Regions from separate parts of the Capsicum annuum genome. Here region 2 is linked to region 1. The links are chromatin contacts, called in public Hi-C maps. All regions are on one chromosome and are shown on one strand. The core of a region is the stretch at or near the end of the contact, and the rest is flanking DNA. Distances in the headings are between cores, read along the strand shown.

Region 1 (3,339 bases), core at 497-2,996:
TTTATCAAACCACCCTATAGATTCAACCAAGTGGTATAATGCACATAGTTAACCACCATCAACGCCAAGAGGCCATCAACTAATATTGACAAAGAATTAAGACTAAATCTTCTCCATAAAGTAAAAAATTCTCAAAGTCAAACCTACATCCCATATGGGTAGTTAAGTCCGCGGACAAAGATATCTCAGAATTATAGTACAAAAAATTATAATACTAAGACTTATTTACCTCACTTTGGAAGTTGGAATAGAACAATACCAAGTTGGAAGATATAACATATATCTGGGACTAAGGTTGAGATTAGATTTACCTAAATTTATAACTTAATCTTGAGGTAACCCTTATTCCGCTTACTAAACAACCCCATAGAGTCAACTATGTGGTATAACACACATAATTAACCACTTCAGTAATCAATGACATAATTTAGTTGGTAATATCTAGTGATGATAACAGGGGGAAAAAAGGTATACCCGTTTTCTGTCGAGTTTCAGTTTGTGTCCCATTTGTTCTGGGCAAGAAAACACCAGTACCAGCACACTCCCTTTTATGACCTGGATTTCCTAGAAAAACAGCGCGCATGCCTGAGCCAGGATGCTGCTGTGGAAACTGAGACTGTTGCAAATTAGGCCAACCAAAAGTTGAAGAATTCATAGGCCTAGCAGCTCCATTTTGGCCTCTGCTATGAGCAAACTGCTGCAGGTTCTTGCTCACCGGATACTGCCCAAATTCACCTTTAATCGAACCCAATACTCCTTGGCCTTGCTTCATCATCCGTTGCTGTTTCAACCGCTGAAACTACATTTGATAGATAAACAAATGGGTAAGTTGAAAAGAAAAAAAAGGTGGATTAGGATGTTTTGTTGTATAATCCTGCATAATCTCAAAGGCTATCAGTTGACCAGTAGCAAATACCGAAGCTTACTTGAGCTACTTGCAACTTCTGGTAAGAGAGCAAGGGCTGATTTGAGTATTTTGTGGCTGCAGGGACTGCACTGGTATTCTCCGCGGTAGCCCATAAATTAGTCTGATAAACTCTGGCAGCTTCATCCATCATCCTAATCCTTGCGAGTTCGCCAGCAGCCGCATAAAATTGATCAAAAGCCCCTTCGCACAACGTCGATTGAGGTGAACCGGACAAACTCCAACCCTAGAAAAGCAAAATAAAAACAAATATTCAGCAACCAAAAGCACACTGCAAAAACAAAAATGAACCAGAATCAAAAGGTACGTTACCTTTGTGTTTCCATAGCTAAATCCAGGGTCACGAAGTGTAGACTGACCCATTTTGTCAGTTAACCCAGTAATATACTCTTCTTCGTCACTCTCTGTATCAACTGACCCGATCACAGAATCAACGGGTGAACTCAGATCCGAGTGAGTTCCAGACGGGTTAAACCCGAGTCCAAGGTACTTTCTGCCATCGTTAATCTTAAAGTCCATGAGAAGTTCATCATCAGTAAGAAACTGTGAAGGTAGCCAAAACTCACAATCATCCAACTTCTTCGCCATAGATTTATTCAAGAATGGTTCAACAACCTTTTTGTGCTTTTTGGTTCTTGCACTGTGTGTAAAAGGAATCTGGGGATTTTGAAGGAGAACAACGGACTATTGAGAGGTAGCAAGTGAGTTTATACCTTTATATAGTGAAGTGACAAAAGAGGAGAGAGAGAATGAGCGATATGGTGGGGTTGGGAACAAAGGTGTTTGAATCGACATTTTTAAATCCACTTGCTGTTTCAGTAGTAAGTGCCAACTAGCAAATCCTTCCACTATTAAATGCGCCCCATTGCATTTTTTGTGATCATGTTTGTGTATTGAATAAGGCACGAAATTGACAATATTTTAGATTTTTCACACTACATGTTCACTTCAACAATAGTTGCCAAAATTTAAAATTTATAAGTAGATTTGAAATTCTAAGCTTTTTAAGAAAAAATTTAAGTTTGTAATCGAAATTATTGAGTTTGGTCCGACTCATATCTTAACCACTAGCTTCGCCCTTAGTGTTTAGTACATTTTAAAAAAAAAAAATCTTACCAATTCATATTCGTGTTTAAAAAGTTTTAACTTTAAGAAGATCCTCGAGATTTACCAAAAGATTATTACTCATTTTGATTTGTTTCAAAGTAGAAAGGAAATAGAGCAAGATTTTTACATACTTCCTTTAGGGCGTTCTTTGAATAATAAGAAGTAGCTATAAAATACGGCCAAAGTTTTGAAGTTTGGATTTGAAATCTTAGTTAAGGATGATGGGGTCATCACAAATTTTTGTGGCTACAAACTTAGACCTCGTTTGGACATGAAAATAATATTTTTTTAGAATTGGAGTTGGTATTGTATTTAGCCATGGATATAAATTGAATTATTTTTGAAATTTTGTGAGATAAATAGGAGTGAGAAAAGTGAAAACAGCAAAACTTCTTTTCATTTTTCTAAAAACAATTTTCACTAAAATGAAATAATTTTTATGGTCAAACACTACTATTTTTATTTTTTTCACTAAAGTAAAATAATTTTTAGAAAAACGTGAAAAAATTACTACTTAAAGTATTATATGCTTTAGTTACTATAGAAAATTAAAAAATTACTATATTTATAAAGTTTATTTGGCAAATGAATTTTATGTAATTTTGAAAGTATGAATTGTATTATTATCAGATTATATGTGTATAACGAGTATTATACATGAACAATGTAAAATATTTTAAAACATTGTATATAAAAAGCATTGTGAATTAAGCTAAAACTATCACTGACTTGATGAAATTTGTACAGTTAGACTACAATCTACAACTAAGGTTCAGAGAGGATTGGGAGAGAAGGATAAGAAAACTCAAGTAATCATTTTTTTCATTCTATTGTAAATTTTGCAAAGAATTATATAGTATTGATAGTTGTAAACACAGTTATCTTGATTGCACTACTCCACTAGCCTCTAACTGCATTACAACTAACTTCTAATGCCAACTTAGCATCTTTCTAACTAACTAAAATTCAATAACAAACATTTCCAATATTTCCCCTCAAGATGGAGGGTGAAATACATCAAGAAACCCCAGCTTGGATAATAAGAAATGATGTTATGATATCCCCAATCCTTTGGTAAGTAAATCAGCAAGCTGGAACTTTGTAGAAATGTGTACAGGTTGTATCAATCCTTCCTTGAGCTTTTCTCTAATGAAGTGGCAATCTATTTCTATATGCTTAGTACGTTCACGAAACATAGGATTAGCTGCAATTTGCAATGCTACCATGTTATCACAAAATAGTTGTACAGGAGTATTGATATGAACATTCAAATCCTTCAGCAGTTCTGTCATCCAAAAAACTTCAGC
Region 2 (3,608 bases), core at 23-2,522, 290 kb after region 1:
TTATACCTCACACCAAACGACTCTTTAATATATATAATATTAAAATAAAATAAAGATCTTAAAAATAATATTGAATTTTGTAATAAATTTATAAAACATATTAATTTACACATAAAATTAATAAACTTAAATAAAATATTATAAATATTCATGTTAAAAAAATATTCATTACCTATAACATAAAAAGATATTACATAAATATATAATTAAAATTATAACGACAAAATGGATATTGCATGGAATCAAGAGGAGAATATGATTATTGTTCAATGTTGAGGCTTGAGGGGGGAGTTTGATTTTTTTATGAAAGTTGAGGGGTGAAAATCTGTTATAATACTTTAGTAATGTATATTTTCAAAATGAACTTCAAAAAAGACGAACTTGAAAATTGAAATATTGTACTACGTTTTTTGTTTTAATTTATTTATCTTATTTTTTCGATAATTCTTTAATTTAATCTTTATACATGATATATTTAACACGATAAAATTAAAAAATATTTTAATATAAAATAACAAGATTTAATCATTTTTTTATTATCTTAAATTTTATATCAAATCAAAATTGAATTGGAGGGAGTATTAGGCCACTGAAGTAAGCAATGCTCAATAATTATGTTTAAGAGTTCTTGTTTAAGCAAAGCCCAACAAACATAGTGACAGTGATAGTGTATGTGAGAAGTGGTCCAAGTGGAGGCTCCTCATTTAAGCAAATCCCCACAGCCCACCAAAAAAAAACTTCCTGCGCTGTTTCTTTGTCTGCTTTTGTAGCCTCATTGCCATCATTGCTTCCCTCTCCATTATATTTTTGCATTTAATCATTGTCCACCTTCACTCTTCTAATCAAGATTCTGGAATTTTTAAAATTTTTTCATTAAAAAAATTAACCTCATTTCTTGATTTGTCGTCTTTATTCATTTTTATTTTACCCCATTTCAGAAGCAGACATGGTTGGAGTTGAAAACTTATGGATAGACCTGTTTCACACAAGGACAAAAATACAGAGGTTTATCTGGAATTTCAGCCACAGCTAAAGCATTTTATTCCACTAGACTCATGTACGAAGTCCAAGAAAGAAAACCATTTTTCTGTATTGAAGTTTAAGGTTTCAAAATCTTTCAAGAATTTGTATCGAAAAGCTAAAGTGTCAAATGGTTCTGGTAGTAAAAGGTTTGAATTTGATGGCATTGTGATGACCAACTCAGTTTATTGTGGTTCTCCTGGTTTTCTTGATGATAAAATGGAGGTTTTGTGTGATGGTAGAGAAGGGTTAATGAAGGGTGATTGTGGGGAAAATGGTGGAAAAATTGAGTCGTTAGTGTGTTTGAATGAAAAGATTGGTGGTGGCGGTAGAGAGAGTTGTTCAAGTTCTGTTTTTTTTTGGTGTCAGAGGAAAATGTGAATGAAGAACTTAGTGGTTCTGAGGATTCTTGTTCTCCATCTTCAATTGCTTGGCATATTCAAGAGGATGAGGTGCAGCATTGTGCAGATTCTGTTGTTTCTGAAGAGGTAGAGAAAGCTTATGTAGATAAAAGGAAGTTGGAGAAACAAGGGTCTTGTTTGTCTGGTAAGATGTTATATGTCTAGAAAGTTGAGTGTTGTATGGCTTATTCTTTAGTACTATTACTCTAGTATTACTCATGTCGTTCGTTGTCCTTCGAGTATTACCTTATTGTGATTGTTGTTCAAGATTATTTGTCATGTTGTCTATAGTATTTTGTCATGGCCTCTTCACTTACCGTTATTAGTTTTCTGTACTTCTTTGAAATGTTTTTTTCCTTGAGCTGAGGGTATATAGGAAACAGCCTCTTAACCTCCAAAGTAGGGTATACCCTTCCCAGACCCAATGTATGAGATTACACTAGTATGTTGTTATTGTTGTATAAAGTCTGGCCATTAAGAATCTGTATTGTGATTGACCTTTGTGGGGATTTTGTAGAGATTGAAATGATGAAGGAGAGATTCTCAAAATTGCTGCTGGGAGAAGATATGTCTGGTTGTGGAAATGGGGTATGCACAGCACTCGCAATTTCTAATGCTATCACCAATCTATGTGGTAAGTTTCTTGTTGTGTATTAGATTCTGTTACACTGTATAGATTAAGTTTGTAGTGAATTTTAATCTTTCATTTTACTAAGTATACATTCTTTTCCTTCATTTCCCCCTTTTTATTTCCATTAGCTACTCTTTTTGGGCAAATTTGGAGATTAGAACCTTTACCTCTGGAGAAAAAGTTAATGTGGCGGAGAGAAATGGAATGGCTTCTCTGTGTTAGTGATCACATTGTAGAACTCATACCCTCTTGGTAGACATTTCCTGATGGCAGCAAGCTTGAGGTAAATGTGGTTTAGTTGAAGTTGTTCCTATAGAAACTTCTGCTCCTTTTATCATGTTTAAAACTCAGACAAACAACAGGACTAAAGAAAACAAAGATTTGGAAACAATCAGTTTAGTTAGGTAGAGGAAAAACATATTGAATGCTACGTATGTGTTTAACTTATTCGTTCTTCTGTTTTAGGTCATGACTTCTAGGCCACGGTCAGATCTTTACATCAACCTCCCAGCACTCCATAAGCTGGACAATATGCTCATTGTAAGATAGTCATTCCTTGTTCAGTGGGCATTCAGTCGTTATCATTCAATGCTGAATGTTACATACTAAAGTGTTTTCCTCTTTCACAGGAGATATTAGACAGTTTCCGAAGCACAAAGTTCTGGTATGTTGACAAAGGGATTTTAGCCCCAGAATCCGATGGATCATCCTGTTTCAGAAATCCCCTCCCTCGCCAAGAGGAGAAATGGTGGCTTCCAGTTCCTAGAGTTCCCCCTGGTGGTCTCAGTGAAAATGCAAGAAGGGAGTTGCAGCACAGACGTGATTGCACAAACCAAATCCTGAAAGCTGCAATGGCTATTAACAGCAACAGTTTAGCTGAAATGGAAGTGCCTGAATCATATTTGGAAGGCCTTCCTAAGGTACAGATATCGCCTCGAGATGCTAACACGTGTTCTTTATATTAAAATGGACCTGGAGGTTATTCATGTTGTAGGTGTTTTATTTTTAATCTTGCAGAATGGAAAAGCTAGTTTAGGTGATCTCACCCACCGATATATCACTTCGGATCAATTTTCACCTGAATATTTGCTTCACTGCCTTGATTTGTCTTCTGAGCATCAAGCATTTGAGATAGCAAACAGGGTGGAGGCTTCAATTTATGTGTGGCGCAGAAGAGCTTACTCGAAACCTTTTGCTAGTACGCATAGGTCCAATTCAAAATCCTCATGGGAAATGGTTAAGGATTTGATGGTTGATGGCGATAAAAGGGAGGTACTTGCTGATAGAGCTGAAAGCCTTTTCCTGGTCTTTCACAGACAACCTTAGACATGAGCAAAATTCAATATAACAAGGTTTGATATGAAATCCCACTAATCAATTTTACGTTTTCTCTCTTGGTCAATCTTGATTTCTTGACTTAGTACTACCGAAATATATGGCTATAGTTTGTCAGAATTGAAAATTATGCTTCTTGCTGTTCCTAGGATGTTGGCAAATCTATTTTGGAGAGCTACTCGAGAGTTCTTGAAAGCTTGGCATTCAATATTATTGCACGC

What was found. A called contact is a pair of places that touch in the nucleus more often than the background predicts.
Region 2: a contact with region 1 is called in a Hi-C map of bud, with 5 times the contacts expected there. The contact joins the enhancer-like site here to the promoter of LOC107845968 in region 1. A contact is called at or near these places in 2 of 5 Hi-C or Micro-C datasets (bud and leaf).

What each region holds. Positions count from the first base shown.
Region 1 is chr10:160,750,018-160,753,356 of UCD10Xv1.1, forward strand. It overlaps LOC107845968, which reads right to left and starts at 1,747. Exons shown (of 4, transcript XM_016690480.2): 1 at 1,238-1,747; 2 at 927-1,151; 3 at 475-799. The coding sequence starts at 1,513.
Region 2 is chr10:161,043,124-161,046,731 of UCD10Xv1.1, forward strand. It overlaps the pseudogene LOC107845966. Among protein-coding and RNA genes, the nearest start is that of LOC124887822, 95 kb to the right of the region's middle. Within about 2 kb of position 1,273, at least 5 of the 5 cell types and tissues checked have an H3K27ac peak or open chromatin away from gene starts, as enhancers often do. A contact at or near this core is called in bud and leaf, where this site is marked.